Linked DNA regions of Mus musculus: all the other regions are linked to region 4. A link is a contact called in public promoter capture Hi-C data. All regions are on one chromosome and are shown on one strand. The core of a region is the stretch at or near the end of the contact, and the rest is flanking DNA. Distances in the headings are between cores, read along the strand shown. Region 1 holds the start of Stimate (STIM activating enhancer). Region 2 holds the start of Dcp1a (decapping mRNA 1A). Region 3 holds the start of Tkt (transketolase). Region 4 holds the start of Timm23 (translocase of inner mitochondrial membrane 23). Region 5 holds the start of Gnl3 (guanine nucleotide binding protein-like 3 (nucleolar)). Region 6 holds the start of Itih4 (inter alpha-trypsin inhibitor, heavy chain 4). Region 7 holds the start of Nt5dc2 (5'-nucleotidase domain containing 2).

Region 1 (3,410 bases), core at 840-3,339, 1.4 Mb after region 4:
CTTTCTCACTTAATATATGCTCGCAGGAAGTCCTTAGCAACCCTGGGATGTGTGCATAAACTCACACTGAAGATTCAGTGAGGAAGTGAGTCCCCGAAGACTTGCAGGGCCAGTACCACCACTCTGAACAAATCTACCCTGACAATTCTCATCGGTGAGCAACTCTGTCCTGACATAATGGCATGTCCCTCTCTGAATCACAAGTGAGCCTGGGAGTCACACAAATCAAATCCATGAGAACAGTCAGCTCCACACTACAAAATCCCAGGTTTTGCATAATAAAAATGAAGCCTATAGTTTCTTGAAAAAAGACAGTGGCTGGAGGAGAGAAGAGTGGGAAGGAGCAGAAGCCCATTCATAGTATCCTGAAAACACAGGCACAAAAGAATCTGCACCTGTCAGCAACCGATTCTGGTTAAGTTGTCACAAACTATCATTTTGAGAACAACTACACATTAGTTTCAGCAGAGAAAATGGCAAAGAAGCAGTGGCAAGTTGGGCACTTCTTGTTCAAAACCAAGCAGCCATAAAGAAATAGTGGTCAGAATCAGGGGCTATCCAGGGTCGCTTGAAGCCTGGGCGAGTTTGCCCAAAGAAACCTCTTGTTATAAATAAGCAAGGATAACCCTACTGCATCTGCATTCAGAGCTGCAGCAGGACACCCCCACCCCCAGTGAAGACTACATCCTGCTGGAACTCCCCATTCTGCCCACAGAGCACAGTTGTGAAAACATGTCAGTTTTGGAATTAATGCCTCTATATAATAGCTTAGTTATAACTCCTCTCTAACACATCACAGGGACACTCTCAGGTCTACGTGCCAAGAGAACTCCATCCTTTAGTGTCTGTGTGTGTGTATGTGCCCATCAGAGAAACAGCACAACCTCCCAACCCAAGGGCAAATATGACCCTTCCTCCAACCCCCATTGGGCAACAAGGGCCATCTGTGACTTCCTTCTTTACTATAAAACTCCCCAAGAAGTGCCTCTGAGACTTTCCCGGAGCCTCTAGCCTCCTCCATCAAGTCAACCAGGAGGGTTGTCAGAGTTTCACGAAAAAAGAGGAAATTTAAAAATGTAAATAACAAACGTGGTTTGGAAGAACAGCAAGCGGAAACTTCAGATACAACTTAATTGGGAAAGCTCAGGACAGAGCTGAACAGGTGAAAAGGGAGGCTGGGATGTGGGTACCGCGGCAGTCAGAGAGGATCTTCCCTGAACAATAGAGGGAGTAGGGCTGGGGGTCGCGCAGCAATGTGGGAGCACCGACTGCACTGCCCTAACACTACAGGTGGGTGTGGGTGAGTCTCCCCACACCCAACAGAGAGGGCAAACACTGGGAGTGAAGGTTCAGAGAGGAGCCCAGCATTAGGCTAGCAGACACTTAAGGGTGTGGGGGTCTAAGAGCCAAGGGGAGGAAGGCTACGAGGAGCCCCTGAGAAGAAGCTATGGGGGGGGGGGGGTAATCTCGGTCCATACCGAAAAGTGAGGTAACCTTAATTTGCGACGGCAAAGTGGGAGGGGACCAGATTTAGGCTGACATCAGACAAGAGACAGGTCTAAGGTGGAGGTGGTGAGGGGCAGGGTCACTCCTGGCCAAAAGCTCTCAGCCCAGGGTCCCGGACTCCCTTCTAGTCTCGAATAACCAGCACCGTCTCGCGGGAGAGGGAGGCACCGCAGCCCAAGGGCCCGGTGCCCAGGCCGGAACTCTAAGGGCAGGAGGGTCCCCGGGGTGGGGCTGGGACTGCGGCGGTCGACGTGGGGACGGGGAGGGGCTGGGGTCCCGGACTCACGCATCAATGTGCTGAAGGCCACGACGCCGAGCAGCCCCTGCAGGAAGATGCCGAAACTGTGCATGAGCGCGCCGCTCTCACAGCGGCCCGCCCCGGACGCGACCGTGGAGGCCGGCCCGCTCGGCAATCCGCGGCTCACGTTCCCTCCCGGGCCTTGCATGGCGGCCTGACGGGAGGGCGCGAGGGGCCGCCGGCCTCGCTGCAGCCCGGGTCGCGCTGCCCAGCCGCGACCCCGGACCTGGAGCTGGGTGCCGGTATCTCAGCCCGCGGCCGCCTCCGCGCCGCGCGTAACCCGACGTCCGAGATCGTAGAGCTTGATTGGTTGAGCCAGGCGTGAGGCGGGCTTCGATTCCCTCCGGGGCGGGGCTCTAGCCAGGGCTAGGGGCGGGGCTGGAGGAGAATCTCTGCAGGTAGGTAGAGCAGGTGAGCCAGACTGTGTAAAAGGAATCCCCAGAGCCCTGTGTTCTAGGTCATGAGAGCAGTGTCAGGGACAGTGATGGAGTCTGTTGCTAAATCCCTTTCCCCTCCAAGGCAAATCTATAAATGCCCTGGACAATTTCCTAAGAATACTCCTACATTCTGCCCTCAGATTCGGTTCACTACTTCGGAAGTGGAGTCCAGAACCTGAGGCAACATTATGCTAAGGCACGGTATTGAGTACAATAGTCTCAGCCGTCTGAGGTCTTCTTCCCACGCCAGGGATTGAGTGTTCTACTTTCATGGTCAAAAGCCAGAGGATTCAACTCACTATTCAAAGCTCCAGGGTGAATCCCTGTTCCCAAACATAATTTGTGGGGGTTTTGTTTTGAAACAGGCACTTTCTTAACCCTGCCTGTCCTCAAACTTAAAACAAGGACCTAGAAACAATGATGGCCTTGAACTCCTGATCTTCACACTCACGCACTCTAAGTGAATTATAGGTAGGTCTGTGACACCAGTCTGTCTGGTTTTGCTACTTTGCTTGAGATTGGTCTTGTTGAATTGTCCAGGCTAATCTGAACCTTTGGACAAAAAAAATGATCTTTCCACCTCAGCCTCCGAGGTAGCTAGGACTGCAGTTAAGTGCCACTACACTTGTCCCCCACCCCCACTTTAAATGGTTACTTCAATCCAGCCACTTTTCGCTTTATAAAAAGGGTGAGTTTAAGTGCAAAGTCAACATGCACAAGTCCTTGCTCTGTTCACTTCTGAGATACAACTACAAATAGAACGGATTTTGTTTTGAGACAGCATCTGGAACTCATTATGTAGCCCAGAATCTGCCCGACTTTCTCTAAAGGCATATGCCACCACACCCAGTCTGGTTTCTTTTCTTTCTTTTTTTTTTTTTTTTTACCTCCAAACCACCGGTGTGCACAGACTCCAATTTAAGTTTGTCTTACTACCCAGACCCCTAGACATCTCTGCTGTCTCTCTAGACACCTCTTGCTGGTGCCCTAGAGCTCTGACTTGTCTGCTGCATGTCAATGGGCATGTGCATGGTACAGGTCTAACCTACATCAAGGTATCTTTTTGGAACAATAAATACTAACTTTAAAGACATTTCCTCAAGAAGTTCTAATTATCAAAGAGGACTAAATGCTTTCCAAAGTTTGTTTGTTTTATTTAACAGGGATAT
Region 2 (3,269 bases), core at 684-3,183, 1.7 Mb after region 4:
CATACATACACACACACACACACACACACACACACACTTAGCTTTACTTATTATTTTTATGTATTAAGTTTTTTTTTTCAATTAAAAAAGGTGCAGGAATGTTTTGTCAGCATACATATGTCTTTGTAACATATGTGTGTGTGGAGCTTACAGAGGACAGCAGAGGGCATTGGATCTCTTTGGACTAGAGTTACAGATGGATATAAACCAGCATGGGGATGCTGGAAAACTGAGCCAGGTCCTCAGGAAGAGCAGCAAATGCTCGTAGCTACTACTGAGCCACTTCTCCAGCCCCAGTTTTATCTTTGTAAACACAAAAACCTTTCAATTAGGTATCTTAATATTTACAGTCAAGGTATTGTGTACTGCAACTTAAAAAAAGAAAAACCAAACCAAAATAAAAAAACAAAACAAACTTAAGCAGTCTATGGAAGTTTATAGAAAAAGAATAGAACTTTCTTCAACCCTGATACCAGGGTTGAACTCAGAGCCTGGGGCTCATGATGCACAGCTGTGCACCATTGAGCTAAATCCCTACCCTTGGGAAATTTTCTTATAAGATCCTTTGTTTCATTTCTGGAGGATTTAGGAATATTTTCACAAGTTACACATTTTGCGGTTACCAAACACAATTTATTATTTTCAGAACTTTGTTAAGAATCATGGATAGAAACCATTCTCTGCCTTAGGCAAATTTGGTAGGGTTTTAAAATAAACAACTGAAAATGTGACTAAGAAATTGTAACTCGGGGTGGGTATATAGCCCAGTGGTAGAGGAACAGTGCCTGCCTGCTATCAGGGGGTCTTGGGTTTGAGTTCCTGTACTACAAGAAATAAACAAGAAAATCGAACATTAGTATTCTTTCTTTTGCTGCAACAGCGTTAACTCGGGTTTTCAGCGCAGGTGTTGAGCTTTAATGTTCTAAAACCGAACCTCTGTATAGCCCAATGAGTGAATGAGGAAAAACGGAGCACAAGAAAAGGGGCCGTGTACACAGGTGCTTCGAGTTGAGGTTAACTAGAATCTGCGAGTAGACAAAGTAACTTCTGCAACTCTATGCCACTCACACAATCCCAAAAGAAGGGAGCCATCAAAGGTCCTAGCACTGGTCTCTTTTTCTTGCAAACGTCTCCAAGGAATCCAGTTCTTACTGAAGTAGCCTTGAAAATTTTCCTCAAATTCCAGAGATACAGAGTAGTTCGACTAAAGCTGGTCTAACTCCTGAAGCTGATTTTTAAAGCTTCAAATCCAAACCATCACATTTAGGTCGGCAGGGAAAGAGGAGCGGACTCTTCCATCAAGTACATGTATCTAAGAGTCCTCAAAGTCTTCAAACACAGGCTTTCACTCACTTGTTAAAATTAACTTGTCTCATATTTTACCAATGCAACCTCAAGCCCCGAGAACCGACCCAAAAAGACTGATCCTGCCTCGTTTCTCTCCTCCATCCGATTTCCCTGCTCTGTCTCTGGTCTACTCCTTCCGCTACATTCTTTCAATTCCGCGTGCCCCGGTCACCTCTTTGGCTCCGGACCCGGTTTTGGGAGAGGTCCCGGCCTCGCCTTTGCGGTCCTGGGCTCCTGCTTCTCTCCCCCACCCCCAATCCTCAGCTGTCTGCGCGGTCCCTTTAAGAGGCGGCAGCGGCCAGGCTGGCCTTGTCCCCGGCCGGGCCTCACTCACCCACTGGTTGGCTTTGGGGCAGAAAGTGTACAGGGCGACCTGGCCCGTGAGGTCTGCGATGCTGGTGATATAGGGGTCGTGTTGTTTCAAGGCCGCCAGACTCATCTCTTGCTCAGCTCGACTCAACAACTCCATCTTGGATCTCAGAGCCGAGCCCCTCCGGCGGGGGCGGACTGTGGAACAGGAAAGTGCCATCCAGGCAAAGTTCCCCCAGCTCAGTCAGCCCTCCACTTCCGCCTACCGGCCCAGCCTTGCCGAGCGTGGTACTTCAGCTAATCTCATCCGCTGCTCCTGTGCGCCAGGAGCCCTGGTTCCGATTTTCTTCGGGCCGCGTCTGCCGGAAGAGACAGGCCCCCGCGCCTGCGCGGTGGAGCCGTGAGCTGATAGTCCGGAGACCTCTCTCACCTGGCGGGGTGTGAACCGGTTCCCTGAATGAACCTGACTCCTGCCGGGGAGGCTGCACCCCAGCGCAGTCCCTAACTCGGGTTCCGGCGCAGAATCGAAATGCTTGCTGCTGAGGACATGAGGTCTCCACGTACCATTTAGAAAACTCAGACCTGGCTGGAGAGATGGCTCAGCGTTTAAGAGCACTGACTGCTCTTCCGAAAGGTCCTGAGTTCAAATCCCAGCAACCACATGGTGGCTCACAACCATCTGTACAGCTACAGTGTACTCATATACATAAAATAAATAAATCTTTAAAAAAAGAAAAAAGAAAACTCAGTCCAAATGAGGAAGGGGAGCTGTCCGTCACTTCTGACCTCAGAGTGCACCTTCACTCTTAACAGTTTGGTAACTTTTGAAAGAAATGTTTCAAAGCAGCCAAACTAGCCTGCCTGGAACTACAATAGACTTGGCCTACCCTCTTTTGCTCGTCTTTTTCCTCATCTGGGTCCCAGATAAATATTTCTATTGTTCTATAGAGACGTCTATTATTTAAAATAGTAAGTAGATCTCTTTTAAAAAGAAAACATTTATTGGGCATTTTAAGGGATCAGGAAGTACTAAGAGGTAAAGCAAAGTGCTCAGGCTGTTTTCATTGAGTTGCTTTAAAAACCATCGTTTCTCTTTATTGAAGACATCTCAGCACAAATGAACATTTTTGAAAGGATAAACTTTACATTTTCTCAAAGTACCCCCACATATTTGTGTTGCTTGTGGTTTTACATACTAATGGAAGGGCAAACTTTACATTCTTGACAGAACCGCGTGTGAAGCAACTACAAAAGCTGGAACAGCCGCCTATCGGTTATTCACCCTTCACTTCTGTACACACTCACTGATCTTATTGAGTGGTTGCCAGCTCCGAGCTTCCAACTCTTTTGGCTCTAGGAGAAACTAAACGCAAGCAAACAGCCCCATGATAGATGTCTCTCTTTGAATTCCAGAGGGTGGCGTCCTTATTGCCATCTGAGCCAGGAAAGGTAGTGAAGGAACCTCACTACCAGTTCCAGCATGGCAGGCAAGGTTCTGGCAGACCTTGCTCTTCTCCCCTTTTCCCTCTGCCTTGCTAAAAACTGTTAGATTTTATTCCTAACACTAGCCACCAAGGTCTAGTCCCTAATTTAGCCACTTCTTTCTCCTGAGG
Region 3 (3,392 bases), core at 50-2,549, 1.7 Mb after region 4:
GGCAGCAATCTAAAGCCAAGACAGATAACAGGTCCAAAGTATGCATGGGAAGTTGGGTGGCAAAGGGTTCCCAGTTCAAACCTTCTGAGGACATCCCGTCTTAAAAGCACAAGGGCTAAGTAAGGAGGAACCCACGGTAAAAGGCAAGAGAAATGCACTCCTTTAATAATATGTTCTGTATGGAACTGGCCAAAATCCAGAATCCTGGTCTTTGTTCTAAGCTCACAGTTTGTCTGGGTTCCTAAAATCTCCCTCCCCAGAACCCCAAACCATTCCAAGAAGCCCAGATCTCTCTGTCTCAAGGTCTCATACCAGGCCCAATGGAGACCTTAGAATTTCTTGAAACCACCCAGTGTGCAAACACCGTTAGCCCAGAACTTCCTATTTCGCGTGGGCCTCGCCCCTTCTTTCTACAAGCTCCCTTCTCCCCAGACTCGCACTCCAACCTCCTTGCTCGGGTCTAAGCCTCTCTTGGTGTTGCATCGTCACCTCCCTGCCCCCACCCTGGAGTCTTCAGCAGCACCGGGACCCCAGCCCACACATAGCAGGAGAGGCAAGAAGTGTCGAGGAGGGGAGCGTGGTTAGAGATGCAGAGAAGGGTGGGCCCCCAGTCTACTGCAAAATGGTGGGCTCTACACACATTCTCTGCCTACATTGCAAGGGCTGAAATTCCAGCTCTCACTGTGACTTTGGACAACTGATATAAAGCCGGAATCTCAGTTTCCCCATCTGCAAACCAGTGGAACCAACATGCTGGTGGAGAGCTGGAGCCCACACGTGCTCAGGTTTCTCCCGCCAGCAGTCATGGTGGCCTCCGGGTTGCAGCCGCAGAGCGAGGAGGCGCGCCCGGGCGCAGCGAGAACCGGGAAGCCCGGGCCGGCTGGAGGTGCTCGCGAGACCTGAGGCCCACGCGGTCGAACCCGGCCGCTCCGGAGCAGCGGAAGGCTCCGCCATCTGACCGCGCCCTCGTGGCGACATCGTGCTACGCGACACGGAGCCAGGGAGGCCGCGGGACCCGGCTCCCAGCCCCGCCAGAAGCGCGCGCTCACCCTGAGCCTGCCGCGGTGGTGGCCTGGATGGAGCTGATGCGCAGGCGATTGGCTGTGTCCTTCAGGGCCTGGAGCTTCTGCTGATCTGGCTTATGGTAACCTTCCATGGCGTGGTAGGACGAGGACGAGGACGAGGACGAGAACGCTGAGGACAGAGACACAGAGCCAGCAGCGGCTCAGGAAGCGACCAGCAGTGACCGAGGACGGGTGCTGCGGGCGGGCGCGTTAAGACTCCTTAGGACCCGCCCATGGGGGGCGGGGCGGAGGTGGGGCGGGGCGCCGAATCACCCCAGGCCGACGAGTGGCCTCTGGCCACGCCCCGCATTTAGTGGACTCTCGGAAGTCGCCAGGCCTGGGGGCTCTCTCCCAGCACAGTGCCCTGTTGGAATTAATCACACACAAACAGTAGCAACAAAGTAACTTCGCCACTATTCCTGGTTCTAAGCATGGCTCAGAGTTCCGCGGCTGACTTGGGTAGGACTGAGAAGAGAGATACTAATCAGTAATTGCACTTTTCTAAGGAAAAGGTTGAGGCTTGGCAAGGTTAGATTGAGATTACAGGGTTGGTGGGTAGCGCTGCAGCAGATTATCCTCAGTCCAAAAAGATCCCAGACATGAGAATAAATATACACTGCCAGAAACGGTAATACTGAGAAGTTACTAGGAGTATGCTGGTCTCAGACTACTAGAGCCAACGGACAAGAGTGGATTCAGAGAGATTACTGGGTTTGCCTCTGTAGAGACAGTTAGCACCTACTGCTCTTACCAGATCTGGTGGAGCTGAGAGGACTGAGCAGCTGTAACAGAAAGCGTTGCCTTCACAGTCTCGTTGGATCTGTCTCATTGGATCCATGACACACACTCGGGTCAATACCGTTTCCAGAGGCGGAGGTTGTTGCAATTTACAGAGAGGATATAAAGGCAAGCCTGTGAGTGGGTGCTGGGCAGAGGCAGAGGAAGGCACCAGTACAGCTTTGGTCCAGGTCCTCTCTGTGTCCTCCACAGAGCTCAAACTCAGAGTCATGAGACAATGGGCCCTGTGCAAGTGAGCACCCCTCCCCCAAGCGCTCCCTGCCTGGCCTGTTTCCCAGGTGTCCCAGTGAGACTGCCAGTGTGGTTTGTTACAGCCCCTGGCTTCTGCTGGCTCTGCCCAAAGAGGCTGGCCCTCCTAGTGCCTGACTGCCAAGGGCTGGACCTGGGACTGGAGTGTTGTGGTCTCGGAGTGTTCCACTATCAGATCCTTGGCAAGGCAAGTGCCACCTCTGTCCTCTGCTCACCAACAGGTCAAGGAGGCAAACAAACCTCAGAAGCCTTTGGGCCTTCCAACCCCATGGACCTGAGGGCAGTGATTATTAGTCCAGTTCTTCATTTCTCCACCTGTCCAATGACACTGATGTTAACTTCCTCTTCCTCCTCCTCCTCCTCCCCCTCCTTCCCTTCTTCTTCTTCTCCTCCTCCTCCTCCTTCCTCTTCCTTGTTCTCTTCTTCTCCCTCCTCCTCCCCCCTCCTCCTCCCCTTCTTCTTCTTCTCCTCCTCCTCCTTCCTCTTCCTTGTTCTCTTCTTCTCCCTTCTCCTCCCCCCTCCTCCTCCACCTCTTCTTCACAGTGGAAAATTATAATCTATTTGGGAATGGAAACATAAGCTAGAGAGGTATATGTTTTTATTTCTGAATGTTCATTTCTATATATCTGAATGTCCTTTTTAAAATTATAAAATAGTTACAACATTTCTCTCCTCCTTTTCCTCCCTCCAATCCCTTCCATACATCCATCCTTGCTCTCTTTCAACTCTACACAAAGATCTACAGGCAACTAAGGAATCCTGAGAGTGGGAGAAGTAGTCTTCTCCCAGAAAGAGCATACCAAGTGGTTACCCAATACCAAATGGTCAACCTTGAAAACATACACACCAGTAACTTTCTACAGACTGAGTGGGTTATAGTTAGTAATATATATATATATATATATATATATATATACATATATATATATATATATATATATATATATATATATATATATATATATATATATATACATATATATATATATATGTGTGTGTGTGCATATACATGCACACACACACACACACACATATACATATATATATATGCATGTGATAACAGTAAAAAAAATGCTAACTGCTATGTACCCATATTAGTAAAGATGTTCCTAACTCTTCTTCTTGGCCGCTGTAGGTGTCTAAGATCTTGTTTTATCCTGGGGTTCCACATTGGTTGGCTCAGTTCATGATGGATTTCAGCCATAGTTCAGTGCCTTTGGTCCCCAAGGTCACCTTTGGAATCAGAATCCTGATTCTGCCAACATCCTACTGTTGGGGGTA
Region 4 (3,105 bases), core at 579-3,078:
TCTTACACTGCTCACCAATGCATGCTTTCAGCAATGTTCTTCACTCTGCGTAAAGAACAGTAGACTTTTCTCATCCTCACTGACCATTTCTCTCAGGCCTCTCCTAAAAGGCAGGTGTTCCTAAAGGCTCTATCCTTGGCTGCTTTACTGTCAATACTAACCATTGTATGCTAAACCACACTTACAGAGTCCATTATACTTTAACACCAAGAACTCCATTTCTCAAGCATAGGTGTATTTCTTCTGAGCTACAAAAGGACAGGACACGGCATTCCCTCCAGTACGCATCCACTTCTGTTCACTGCTGCCTGCAGCAGGGTCTAAGTGTAAAGCATCCCCCATCTAGACCAACTCCTTTAGTCCTGAGATTTCAACCAGGTTTTCTTTTCCATTTTCCATACACCAAACATATACAGACAGTTCAAGAAAACAAGACTAACCAAGTCCTTGCCTTACCCCGCCCCTTCACACAACTGAACACTCTTTAATAGCCTCTCACTGCCCTGAAAATGTAAAATTCAAGATCCTTAGTACTGTCCACACTTACTCAGCAGAGTAGGATCACTGTCCTAATTCTCTGCAGCCCATCTCTCACCATTCCACCGTTGATTCTGCGCACCCACTGCATATCTGAAGTACCTCTTTACTTTCTTCTCCAGTACTCACAGTAAGTACCAAACCTTCTGGACTACCATAACTAACTTAAGTATACTTAATTCCTACCAAAACAATGGCTCCTTCATGAACAACAACATCCATTACTCTCTGTTACAGGTATTTGACTTGTGCTATTGTTTCTCTCTCCTCACAGATTTCAAGGTACGAAAGAAGAGACCAAGTTCCTCGTGTTCAACATCGTGTGCCAGGGACAAATACAATCCAGCAAGCTAAGGCTAACAGCTCTGCACTCTGGAAGTCAGCTCTCACTGAGTCTACTGCAACAACTTTCTTTACGATTTTTGGAGACTGAAGCGCCCTTCTGCTTCACATACACAACTAGACTTCCTTAACAGGGCAAATTCTCTATCCAAGCTGAGGAAAGTATCCCGGGGAGGTCCGGTAACTACCTGTCCAACAAAGTTTTCCACAACACACATGCCACTAGTAAAACTGTAGCGCCTCTCATTGGAGTGGCATCTAGTGATTGAACATCGGGGTCATCAGAGTGGTGGAAACAAGATCAGTTAGGAGTGACTGGAGTCTCCTGGTCCTCACACTGAAACAAGGACAAAGATTTTTTTTTTCCCACGTACCAAACGAGGTGGCGTTGCCTCTGTGCGGTCCCGCCCGCCCCGAGACGCAGGCTGGCGAGGACGGAGGGACCCTGAACTGGACGGGAGCGTCCTTGGGGTCGAGAACACGCCTCTGCCTGCCAGGGAAGCTCCGGGAGTCCGAGGCAGTCGGCGCAGAAGTTCCAGCGGCGCCCCAGCGGGGCCGCTTCGTGCAGGGCTCCCAGCCGGGGCCCGCACTCATGCTGGGACCCGCAGCACACAGTCCCCGGGCCGGCCCGGGCGGAGAGCCTCATTCACTAACCCGGACAGGGACGGACTGCGCCTCCTTCTCGGCGCGCCGCGCACCATTCCCTCTCCGCAGCGGCCCGCCTGGAGGCTGCCACTCCTCGGGCCTTCGAGCGAGACCCTCGCTGCGCAGCCGCTTGCCTCCGCTCGGCAGCAGGGAGCCCACCAGCCCCGGGACGCGCCGCTTCCACTCGGCTCGAGATCGGGCTCCGGCTCCAGGCTCACTTTCCCACCACCGGAAAGCAGCCGTCTCGCGCTTCCCACTTCCGGGCCGCACACAGCCGTAAAGCGGAAGTGCGATACTTCACGGGAGCCGGCGCCCGGAAGGTCAGCGTGGTGAAGGTGGCAGGAGCAACGCGGGTCTTCCCGCTGTTGCTTGTCGCGGCCACGGCCGAGCATACGTCCCCGGCCTGAGGTGGTGGTGGCGAGCCCACCGCCGTTTGCTGCGACCTCATGGAAGGTGGCGGAGGAAGTAGCAACAAATCCACCAGCGGGTTAGCTGGCTTCTTCGGAGCCGGAGGAGCGGGTTACTCGAACGCTGATTTGGCCGGCGTCCCGCGTGAGTATCGGGCCTCGCCTGCTCCCCTTTCTGACTCCTTCCTGGGACAGCTAGAAATGTGTAACGTTCCTGTCCCTTTTCCTGCTCGCCTTTACGAGATTCACCGCCGGTGATTGGGTTTCAAGGCTGAACGAATTTGGGGGATCGTAAATCCCCGGGAAGCTCTTTTAGTGACCTAGTTTCGAGAGGAAACACAAAATGTCCTCCTCTTTAGTGCCCCGTCCCGTCTTTTCTCGTCACACGCTTTTCTGTATGCTTGGCCCTGTTAGGAGACCCTAGTTCTAGAAATAAACATTCCAAATAACAAGCGCGCTATTAATTTTTTTTCACACGGCTTTTAAATATTTCTAAACCAGTTAGGCGAAAACATTTTTCGTTCTTTGTGCGTGTGAGAGACAATTCAGGAAATCAGAAGGAGCTGGGGAAGCAAACGAAACTTTTAAGAGATTTTTAAACAAGAAAAAAGAGCCAAATTCTGAAAGCGATATAAGCAAATTCAAAGATGCAGAGGCATGAATTCCCAGCCTGTTGGCCCTTCTCAATCACCTAAGTATGTCTTTCAGGCTTTTAATGTTTTGTAATTATGGATATTCGACTGGATAAGTAGAGCTTGGGAGTTAATGTTTAATAACACTTTACTAAAGTGTTTCTTCTTGCTAATCCTCTAAGTAAAACCTTTACACTTAAAAACATTCAGAAAGCCGTTTGATAACCCTAATGTCTGCTGTCAAAACTTGAGTCCAGGACACAATTTATGTGTATCTTAGGATATCTCAGTTGCATAACATGAAGGGCACTACTTAAGGTGAGAGAGTACACATACTACTGAGGAGAGTAACGTGAGGACACAGAAGTTAGTGATAGATGACATGGCAATTGAAATAGGACCCTGAGATGGTGGTGGTGGTGATGGGCCGTGAAGGTTGTTGGAGAACAGGTTAGAGAAAACAGCTTGGGAGTTGAAGTTAGAGCTGTGACCTGAATTTAGCAACAAGTGCTTGAGAGACAGAACAAACCTGCTGTGTTTCT
Region 5 (3,011 bases), core at 326-2,825, 1.2 Mb after region 4:
CTATCTTTCCCATAAATGGAGTGATATAAAAATGAAGAGGTAACCAAGTCAGCACTCTCTTTCATGATGTCTGATGTCTTCCTAACAGTCTACTAGACGGGTCTATAGCATGGGGATTTGGGGAATGCACTAGTACTTGAGCTACGTTTCACACTCTAAGGTGCATCTGCACATACAGGTGTTACTGTTTTAATCCCAAACATGTCTTCAGCAGTTACTATCCTCACTTCCCCCACCCTCCAGCAGTGGCACACGCCTGTAAACCCAGCATTCAGGAGACTGAGGCGGGTGATCCAGAAGTCTGAGGTAAATCTAGCAGCAAAGTAAGGCCACTTCAAAGATAAACGAGGATACTTTCCAATCTTTCATTTTGGATCTTAAAAACTACTAAAGCAAAAGCTATGTTCCTCAACATCTGGAATCCAATATGCTTCTGAATTACTTTGGGGGGAAAAGCCTACTACCAAATGGGTTAAGAAAGAAACGTATAACCACTTTTTTGTTTTAATGGCAGGTCTCACTATGTAACCCAAGTACACTGGAACTTGCGATACTCCCAACTCAAGAGCTAGAACAGGTGTTTTCTACTGTGCCTGGCTCCTACAGTAAGTTTTGAAAAGTTTGGATTAAGATAGCATATTCCACCATACGCTTCTATAGTTAGTCCTCGAATTCCTACATCCGGTCTATTGTGTATTTGTCATTTGTTTTCCAGGAATTTTATATTTTTGTCCCCCCTTTGATATCAAATTTTCTTAAAATAAGACTCACTTCTTCAGAAAACAAAATTTTGAAACGGAAAATACTTTTAAAACCAGAAAATACAGTTTACAAAAACTCAACTCGTCGTGACGGTACAAATGAGAAGCTTAAGTACCTAGCCTGTAAATAAGTAAGTCTCTCTGACAAAAACAAAAAAATATTCCGTTTGGGCGATCATTGGGAAAGAAAAAAACAAAAACAAAAACTCAATAGGGAGTTTTTTGCCGAACGCACAAGAAACCAAAAAAAAAAAAAAAAAAAAAAAAAAAAAAAAAAAAAAAAAGAGGCCTTGAGAGGCGGAGGAAAAGAAGAGTTCGCCCGACCTGTCACTGGTTCTGGGGCTAAAGGAAACGTTGACAGCTTTGAAGGCGGCCCGCGACGGGCGGGAAAGAGCAGCGAAGGGAGTTTCCGGGCCCTGCTCTGCCTTTGTCCCGGCGGCAGGTGCGGCCGGGCTGCTGGGCCCTGTCCCGAGGCCCCGCCGCCGTGCCGTGCCGCGCCCCGCCCCGCGCCCTGCCCGACCAGCGCGTCCGCACCACGGGGCGGGGCCTCCGCCGCGACTCCCGCCCGCCCGCCCGCCCGCCCGGGCCGACACAAAGGCCCGGCAGCCGGCCGAGGAGGGGCGGCCCCGCCCGCCCCGGGCCCGGCCTTACCCCGCCGCTCCGCCGCCTGCAGCCCCGGCTGCGGTCCCCGACCGCCGAGCCCCGCCCCGTGGCCGCCACGGCTGCTAGCGCTCCTCTGGCCGCGGCCGTCTCTCCGGCACCCGCCGCCCTCACCGCCCTCACCCCTCCCAGTGCTGCCGTAAATCCAACCTGTGGCCGCCAGGCGAGCCCGGCTCGGCGCGACAGTGTATGTGTGTGCGCGCGCACTCGGCCCGGCCCCGACACACTTTCCGGCAGGTCCTGGAGCGCGTGACGTTGAACCGCAGTTCCAGTTCGCACGTGGCGCCCGAGAAGTCGTGGTGATCCCGAGACCTCCTCTGCTCCTGAAGCGTCCGCGGCCAGGATGAAGAGGCCTAGTGAGTGGGGTCGGGAGCGAAACGCGCGGGTGGTGCTTTGTGGCTGGAGGGAGAGGACTCTCCATAGGCCATTGATGAGTTCCGCGTAGATCTGATGCTTAGAAGGCCCAGACCCAAATTTGGCCTGTTGTATAGCAGGAGAGCTAAGCCCTTGAGAGGAAAACCGAGCCAGATTTCTGTGATTAACGTGTTTGAGCCTCTTTTCGAGCCTGCCGTTTTCCTAGAACTATTCAGAACCATGGTCTTTCGGCCTTGGTGGCACGCGCCCTAATCATGTACACGAAGGATGACGCAGTAAGATAGAAAGTTTGCAGCCAGCCTGGGCTGTATACTGAAACCATGGCTTAAAAATTAAAAAAAGAGCCTGGCCGTGTTGGCGCACGCCTTTAATCCCAGCACTTGGGAGGCAGAGGCAGGCGAATTTCTGAGATCGAGGCCAGCCTGGTCTACCAGGACAGCCAGGGCTACACAGAGAAACCCTGTCTCGAAAAAATAAAAATAAAGAAAGAAACCTTGATATTTGTAGTGCTTTCCTCTAGAAGCTGCTTCCATTGTGGGTCCACCGAGTCGAATTGACTGGCGTTGTGGTGTGATTTCCATTAAATACCCTGCATAACTTTGCAGGGACGGTTGAGGCAAGATCTATGTTGCCCGGGATAGCCTTATTGTTGTAGGCCCCCATGGCCTGATAAAACAATCTCTTGAGGGCCAGGAATATGGCTATAAACACTTGCCACTAAGCCTTACTGTCAAGAGTTCAAACTCATATGATAGGTAGAACTGACTCCTGGAAATTGCTTTCAGACCTACACACAAAATAAGTAAATGAAACATTTTGGGTATGGAGTGAAGACCCAGGGTTGTCCCAGCCCACGTGGCAGCTCCATGCTGTCTGTAGAAGGACAAGTGATGAAGCCCTCTTGTGGCTTCCTTTGCAAGAACACTACATGCACGTGGTTGGTCTGCTGACAAGAGAGGGCAAAACATCCATATAGGTGATGTGAGAAATTTAAAACACTCACTGCTCATGTGTGCAGTCTTTCTCTTTCTTTGTTTTGGCAGAGTTAAAGAAAGCGAGTAAACGTATGACCTGCCATAAGCGATATAAAATTCAAAAAAAGGTAAGTGTTCTGTGAGGCCCATAGCAAGTGGGGTGCTAACATGGCTTTCTTCATCTCTGTGGGGAAGGCTCTTGTCATGGTATAGGATTGGACAGACTGCAGCTGTGGGAAAG
Region 6 (3,295 bases), core at 27-2,526, 1.3 Mb after region 4:
CAATTTTTCAAGAGTAGGCTTCGAAGCTGGTCCCAGACCAACCTCCACCCTTCATCTGGCCCGGATACTGTTTAGGCCTCAGACAGAAGTCATCACACATCTCAGTGAAGCTGAAGGCAGCTGTGGACCTCGTTCCCCACAAGACAGCCCCATAGAGCAGACCTACAGAGACCTCATGGGAAACAAAGCGCCCAGGCTAACAACGCAAGCCTGGACAAAGCACACTTCTCATCTCGGCAGAGGCGAGGGGCTCAGAGTCGGGGCCCTGTGTGCAGGTTGAGATCTGCCTAGTATGAGGGGTCTTTGATTTTTGGAAACTCTGGCCTCAGTGAAAGTGGGAGAACACTCCTGCCACTCTCCTATCAGATAGTCCTGGGAATCTGTTGACAATCAGGTTTCTAAGGAGCGATGCTCTTCTTCGTCAATGTTCCCTGCAATGGACTCTCTGCCCTGACCCCTCCACTGGGTACTGCTCGACACATACACGGTTTACCCCAAGGCTGGCATGTCCTTAAGAAAAGGCATGTGCACACACACAGCCCCGTTCCTCTACCTGCTCCATGTGCCATGCTGCACACACACAAACTGTTCAGATACTCATGGTTACCTGCCCCAGTTTAGGACAGAGTTTAGCAAGCATCAGCTCTGTACCATGCATGTGTGGCACTAAACACTTCCCAGGTATCATAAGCTTGATTATCAACCAGCACAGCACTCAGACTATGTTTTATTATCACAGTCTTTCAGATGAGGAAACTGATAGGTAGACCATGTAAGTCATTCCCAGAGGTCACTCATCTAGAGCAGAAGCGCTGGGCTTATACAGCCACATCCCGACTTTCTTGGCTCTGCTGTCAGCCTCAAGGGGCAACTGGCTCTCCTCTTTCATCTATAAAGTGGCAAGAATAGGACTATCCCATCTATTAAATGAAGGAGCCTTAAGGATCTCTGGGTACTGCCTGGTTACCCAGCGATTAGCAACATGCCCTGCACACACACTGACCTGCACACCTGCCTACTTAATTACATGCATACTGAAGAGGCACCCCTAACTTTCCAGATGTGTCTGCTCATTACCCAGCTTGCACCACACTCACACAGGTAGACACAGAGGCACCTATGGGTACTGCTACCTTCTCGGCAGTAGTGGTCGGAAGCACAGCCAACAGTGAAGGCAAGAACAGCACAAGGTTCCACATGTGGGCAGGGGCAGGGCTCTTCATCTGCCTTCAGTTGCCCGCCAGACTGCTTCTGAGCCCTGGAGCAGGTGGGTTATAAACTGGCAACTTGCTGGTTGGCCAGCCCCTGCTGGTGCAAGTTCTCGGAAATGCAGGTTTCCAAGCCAAAAAATCCCAGAGGCCTCAGATAAGGACACAAGTGACCTATGTCCAGTAAACTTTGCTGATAGAAGGACATACCCTGGGGAGAGGCAGCTGGGCATTAGCAGGCCTTCTGCTAGCTAGGTTCAGAATTCCAGAGTCACAACCTGATGTAGACATCCATCATGATGTGTAGGGCCAGAGGCACCCAGCAGTGAGGCTAGTAAGCTCTCAATGAGCCCAGGAGGAAACATAAGCTTCCGTAGAAAGACCAGGGCTGGAAAAAATACCCTAGGTGGCTTCCTGGAAGAGACAGGGCCATATTAACCTGGTAGGTAGGCATGCCCGTGGGATCCCTGAGACACCGAGAGGACCACAGACGCATCTGAGGACATTAGCAAGATTGGGCACTTTTTGGAGCAAAAGATGCTGGGTCCAGAAACCCCTGTTCACTCTCTGGTACCAGGCTGCTCCATGGGTCCTATTAGTATAACCAGGCTGTAGGTTCAAGCCAAGCAGACTCTCGAACAGGTCTGCAATTTGACAATACGTTAGAGTTGTAAAGATGCATACCCTGAGCCTAGAGGTGTGATGTTGGACAGTCTATGCAGGAAGGTGAGGCACAGGGATAGAATTCCTGAAAGCTGTGTACAGGTAGAGTGTGGGCTGACTTTGTCATAGCAGGCCCTTGAGAGCGGCCCTTAGGTGCTGCTAATACCTTTTCTCAATATGTCCTTGAGAAAGTAGAAGCACTGATTTATTTTATTTTATTTTTTGTTGATTTTTATTTACTTTCCATCTCGGTTGCAGCTTCCCCTCCCTCCTTTCCTTCCAGTCCCTCCCTCTCAGCTCATCCCCAACCCACACCCATCCACCCCTCCTCCCCTTTCTCCTCAGAAAACAGGAGGCCTCCCGTGGATATCAACCGGTCTTAGCACACCAAGCTGCAGGCTTATCTTCTTCTTGATCTTAGCCATTCTGAAGGAGCTGGAATTTCAGAGTTGTTTTGATTTGCATTTCCCTGATGACTAAGGATGTTGAAAATTTCTCTCTCTCTCTCTCTCTCTCTCTCTCTCTCTCTCTCTCTCTCTCTCTCTCTCTCCTTCCTTCCCTTCCTTCCTTCCTTCCTTCCTTCCTTCCTTCCTTCCTTTCTTTCTTTCTTTCTTTCTTTCTTTCTTTCTTTCTTTCTTTCTTTCTTTCTTTCTTTCTTTCTCTTTTTTCAAGACAGGGTTTCTCTGTGTAGCCCTGGCTGTCCTGGAACTCACTCTGTAGACCAGGCTGGCCTTGAACTCAGAAATCTGCCTGCCTCTGCCTCCCAAGTGCTGGGATTAAAGGCATGGGTCACCACTGCCTGGCTAAACATTTCTTTAAGTGCTTCTTGGCCATTAGAGATTCCTCTGTCTAGATTTATGTATAGATCTGTACCCCACTTTTTAATTGGGTTATTTTGTTTGTTGACATCTCACTTTTTGAGTTTTTGTATATATTTTGGATGTCAGCCTTCTGTTGGATGTGGGGTTGGTGAAGATCTATGCCCATTTTGTAGCCTGTCATTTTGTCCTTTTGACAGTGTCCTTTGCCTTACAGAACTTTTCCATTTCATGAGGTCCCATTTTTATTTTTTAAAGGATTTTACTTGCCGGGCAGTGGTGGCACACACCTTTGATTCCAGTACTTGGAAGGCAGAGGCAGGCGAATTTCTGAGTTTGAGGCCAGCCTGGTCTACAGAGTGAGTTCCAGGACAGCCAGGGCTATACAGAGAAACTATGTCTCAAAAAACAAAACAAAAAAACAAAAAGAGAAAAAAAATTTTACTTATTTATTTATTTGATATATATGATGAGTACACTGTAGCTGACTTCAGACACACCAGAAGAGGGTATCAGATCCCATTACAGATGGTTGTGAGCCACAATGTGGTCGCTGGGAATTGAACTCAGGACCTCTGGAAGAACGGTCAGTGCTCTTAACCTCTG
Region 7 (3,283 bases), core at 618-3,117, 1.1 Mb after region 4:
ACCTCCTTTCTTCAGGTTCTACAGCCCTGGTAGTTACCACTTGTGAATCTTAAAACTCATCTCCTTCCCTCCTCCAATTCCATGAAGAAGTCACACTGCCACCTCCGGTGCCCAGAGAACTAAGCTTGGTAAAGGCACCCAGTTAAACCACCCAGTACCCGGCACCCAATGAGATGCACACTCAGGCCACTCCGCCCGCTTTCATCACTCTTCTTTGCCTAGCTTTCTCATCCCATGAGGCCAAGCAGTTTAGGTGACAGCCCTTCTCCACTGCTCTCTGAAGGGTTACTAGCCCTGGCCCTAAAACCTAGCCTGGGGGGCGGGCGGGCAGGCGTCAGGGGTCAGAGGCATGAAGCTAGCTCACCCTGGCATGGCAGTGGAAGTGACCCTGCACACAAGAACTCACAGAGCATGTAAGGGCCTGAAGATGAGGAAGAGTCCTGAAGGATATTCTCAGTAGTGTCCCCCTCCCCCAAACATCCTAAGTAGGTTTCTCAGGCCACTCAGAGGGTCTACACTAGGGGCAGAACGTTGACTTCTTAAATAATCCTGGTCACCCTGCAATATTCCCAATCCTTAAGAGCAACCATTCTTGAGAGGTCTCAAGTAATCTGACTGCAGCACGTCAAGAGGTGAACTCTGGCCAGCGTCCAGCTCTCCTCACAGCTGGAGTGGAAACCCTAGTCCAGTCACAGCTGGAACCTCCCTGTCAGGGCTCCTCTGTCTTATCAGACAATGCAAGCCACCTCACCTCTGGGGCTTCCTGCAGAAGGTCCCCAGGCTCCTGCTTGGCCTTGTTCTTTCTGAGTCATCAACGAAATTCTGGGACAGAACACTGAGGGTCTTCAGAGGGTGTGAAGCCGAGGGCCACCCTGCTGGGCAGTGATAGGGGTCACAGCCCAGACCACATCTATCGGCTGAAGAGGCAGGGCCCCACCAGACCAATGGACAGATGTTCGGCGCTCAGATCTCCAGCCTCATCAGCCCATTCCAAGGGAATGATTAGGAGAGGGTTAAGTGCCTTGTGCAGTTCTATCTGAGATATAGCAACTCCCGAGGGATTGCAGGGGGGGGGGGGGGGCTACAGTAACTTTTCTGTTCCTCCGAGTGTTTAGAGTGCAGTAGACCGCCAGAGACAAGCCAAGAGGTGCCTGCAGTGTCCGTCTGGTGTCACCTTACGTCGTGCCATCTGTGAACACGGCTCAGTCAGTCTTTGTCCACACACTGCAACTAAGGGCCAGAGGAGAACGAGGGACTGGGAGGGGTTCTACCGCTACTGCCCGCAGATTGGACTCAGGAGCAAGACCATGGGGGCCGCGTGCGCAGCGGCCGCTCCAGGCATTCCAAGCTTCTGCCGCCAGAAGACAAAAAGCCCCACTCGCCCCAGGAGTAGCGGTGTCCTGCAGAGACACCTCCTAACAACCCGATGGAGCCTTTTCTAAAACGCCATTTAGCCCTCAGGTTTTGGGACCCCGGCGAGCCCCACCAAGCGTCCTTCACCCCGGTCGGTGCCCTGGCCGTCTGTTGGGCACCGTTCGTCTGACGACCTACGGCTCACTGCCCACCCGGCGTCACCCACCGTGCACCAGCCTCCGCATGTCCTGGTAACGAGCCCATAAGTGCGCGCTGAGGTCCGCGCCGTCTGCGGGCGCCGAGCGCGGGGTGCTGGGGCAGTGGGCTCCGGGACCCGGCGGGCCGCAGCCAGGGCAGGAGGGTGAGGACGAGGCGGCCCGCGGTCCGCTGTGGCCTCTGCACAGCAGCAAGCGCCTAGCTGTCGCCCGCAGTCCGGCACCCGCCATGCCCCCTGCGCGCTGCCCCGGCCGCCCTCCGCCCGTCCGCTGGCCCGCCTGCCCGCCGCTCTCCGACTGCCCGCCCGCCACCGTGGCCGCGTGCTTCTCAAGGCGGCCGGCCAATGGGGGAGGCGCGCGGAGCCCATCCGGCCAATGGACGCACCACTCGGCCCAGGGGGCGGGAGGTCTCCGGGACGGGGCGGAGCGGGCTCCGACCCCCGCCTCCTTGTCCCCTGCTCGGCTCAGGGGCTCTGCGCCCCCCTTTGGTCGTCTCGGTGGCGATGGCGGTACCTTTCCTCCCTTGAGCGGGAAGTCGCAGAGCCCCGGGTCTCCGCGAGATCCTGGACGGCCGAGGAGCAAGAGCGCTCGAGTGTACTGCTCTTCCTTTGCCCAAGGGTCTTTTTGCCCCTCCCCTGCTCTTCTGTCCTATTCTTTCCAGACCAGTTCTCCTGCCCCGGGGCCTCGTGCCCCTGCCCCAGTTTCTGACTGACTGCACGTTCCACTGGAGCTGAGGTCGCTAAGACAACAAGAGCTCTACTTGCTTTCAGTACCAGTCCCAAGCTGGCTAAGACCACTTGGCCTGATGGGCAGCTGACGCCTGCTGAGGCAGCATTTTCTTTGTATTGCCTGGTACCCAACCCAGGTGATCGACTTAAATGAGGAGCCTATCTACTGGGCATACGCTTCTGGCTGTGGGCCAGGATCACTGCAGCCACCAGGTTTTGGCGGCTGTAAAAGGATGGGCCAGACGGTGCAGGCCCCCAGTTGAATTGCCATGGTTTTTTTCAAGCGCTGTCTCAATGAAATTCTTTTCATTCCATCCACTTCTGTTTTCTTAGCTTGCAGGTGTACACTAGGAAAGGCTGGGCCCAATGTCCATTGTTGGTGGTGAGTTGCCCAACTGAACACACGTGGCTGTTGGGTTTAAGGTTGTGTGTAATGTGTACGTTTGTAGTTTGCCTGTACCTATGCTGAGGATCGGGTGTATCAGATTCTGGTCTGGGTAGTCATGGATGCCGAAGGGTGGGCTTATGGGTGGACCCTTGTAGGTCCATTGACCTAGGTGGGCTGTGAAGACCTGGCCACATGTGGATTCCTTCCAAGTGGATGACACTTTACAAGTTTCAGTCCTCAGATCCAAGAGAAATGGCACCAAGTGCCAGGCGTTCACTGTGTGTGGCTTCTCCAGTAGGTACCTCCAGGCAGGCTGCGCTTAGTCAGCTGTTTATGACCCCCCCCCCTCTTTCTCTGCCTTCATGGTTCCCTCACTGCCTCTATTCCTTCCCCAATAAACTCCTTTCATACCAGATTTGTTGCACAGCATAATTTCTCAGGGGCATACCTTGGCATGGGCCCACCAGGCCTCCTCGCTGCAATCTGTCATTTAATTCTGTTTTTTTTTTTTTTTTTTTTGATACAGGGTTTCTCTGTGTAGCCCTGGCTGTCCTGGAACTCACTCTGTAGACCAGGCTGGCCTCGAACTCAAGAGATAC

Evidence for each region. Promoter capture Hi-C pulls out the DNA fragments that hold promoters and counts their contacts. Capture Hi-C pulls out chosen DNA fragments and counts their contacts.
Region 1: a contact with region 4 is called in a promoter capture Hi-C map of liver, with 3 times the contacts expected there. The contact joins the promoter of Stimate here to the promoter of Timm23 in region 4. A contact is called at or near these places in 4 of 39 promoter capture datasets (hematopoietic stem and progenitor cells, hippocampal neurons, liver and 1 more).
Region 2: a contact with region 4 is called in a promoter capture Hi-C map of liver, with 3 times the contacts expected there. The contact joins the promoter of Dcp1a here to the promoter of Timm23 in region 4. A contact is called at or near these places in 4 of 39 promoter capture datasets (cranial neural crest, liver and pre-B cells) and 2 of 9 other capture datasets (adipose tissue and liver).
Region 3: a promoter capture Hi-C map of pre-B cells shows a contact between it and region 4, with 7 times the contacts expected there. The contact joins the promoter of Tkt here to the promoter of Timm23 in region 4. A contact is called at or near these places in 4 of 39 promoter capture datasets (erythroid cells, liver and pre-B cells) and 1 of 115 datasets of contacts at active chromatin or transcription factors (kidney).
Region 5: a promoter capture Hi-C map of adipose tissue shows a contact between it and region 4, with 5 times the contacts expected there. The contact joins the promoter of Gnl3 here to the promoter of Timm23 in region 4. A contact is called at or near these places in 16 of 39 promoter capture datasets (the 3T3-L1 cell line, the C10 cell line, the HPC-7 cell line and 11 more), 4 of 484 Hi-C or Micro-C datasets (CD4 T cells, CD8 T cells, natural killer cells and 1 more), 9 of 115 datasets of contacts at active chromatin or transcription factors (astrocytes, embryonic stem cells, extraembryonic endoderm stem cells and 3 more) and 3 of 9 other capture datasets (adipose tissue, embryonic stem cells and liver).
Region 6: a promoter capture Hi-C map of hippocampal neurons shows a contact between it and region 4, with 3 times the contacts expected there. The contact joins the promoter of Itih4 here to the promoter of Timm23 in region 4. A contact is called at or near these places in 2 of 39 promoter capture datasets (hippocampal neurons and pre-B cells).
Region 7: a promoter capture Hi-C map of pre-B cells shows a contact between it and region 4, with 6 times the contacts expected there. The contact joins the promoter of Nt5dc2 here to the promoter of Timm23 in region 4. A contact is called at or near these places in 6 of 39 promoter capture datasets (the C10 cell line, embryonic stem cells, hematopoietic stem and progenitor cells and 3 more), 2 of 484 Hi-C or Micro-C datasets (B cells and CD4 T cells), 4 of 115 datasets of contacts at active chromatin or transcription factors (astrocytes, embryonic stem cells and pancreatic cancer cells) and 1 of 9 other capture datasets (liver).

The regions. Positions count from the first base shown.
Region 1 is chr14:30,824,273-30,827,682 of GRCm38.p6, reverse strand. Stimate (STIM activating enhancer) reads right to left here and starts at 2,089. Exons shown (of 8, transcript NM_028839.4): 1 at 1,793-2,089. The coding sequence starts at 1,952.
Region 2 is chr14:30,478,229-30,481,497 of GRCm38.p6, reverse strand. It overlaps Dcp1a (decapping mRNA 1A), which reads right to left and starts at 1,933. Exons shown (of 10, transcript NM_133761.3): 1 at 1,682-1,933. The coding sequence starts at 1,876. It also overlaps a transcript of Cacna1d not described here.
Region 3 is chr14:30,547,038-30,550,429 of GRCm38.p6, reverse strand. Tkt (transketolase) reads right to left here and starts at 1,299. Exons shown (of 14, transcript NM_009388.6): 1 at 1,050-1,299. The coding sequence starts at 1,156.
Region 4 is chr14:32,200,614-32,203,718 of GRCm38.p6, reverse strand. It overlaps Timm23 (translocase of inner mitochondrial membrane 23), which reads left to right and starts at 1,828. Exons shown (of 7, transcript NM_016897.3): 1 at 1,828-2,076. The coding sequence starts at 1,971. Parg (poly (ADP-ribose) glycohydrolase) reads right to left here and starts at 1,748. Exons shown (of 18, transcript NM_011960.3): 1 at 1,254-1,748. The coding sequence starts at 1,473.
Region 5 is chr14:31,017,695-31,020,705 of GRCm38.p6, reverse strand. Gnl3 (guanine nucleotide binding protein-like 3 (nucleolar)) reads left to right here and starts at 1,575. Exons shown (of 15, transcript NM_153547.6): 1 at 1,575-1,777; 2 at 2,840-2,898. The coding sequence starts at 1,765. Pbrm1 (polybromo 1) reads right to left here and starts at 1,568. Exons shown (of 33, transcript NM_001081251.1): 1 at 1,413-1,568. RefSeq lists an enhancer at 837-865.
Region 6 is chr14:30,884,457-30,887,751 of GRCm38.p6, reverse strand. Itih4 (inter alpha-trypsin inhibitor, heavy chain 4) reads right to left here and starts at 1,276. Exons shown (of 23, transcript NM_018746.4): 1 at 1,134-1,276. The coding sequence starts at 1,223.
Region 7 is chr14:31,129,673-31,132,955 of GRCm38.p6, reverse strand. It overlaps Nt5dc2 (5'-nucleotidase domain containing 2), which reads right to left and starts at 1,867. Exons shown (of 14, transcript NM_001374087.1): 1 at 1,580-1,867. The coding sequence starts at 1,799.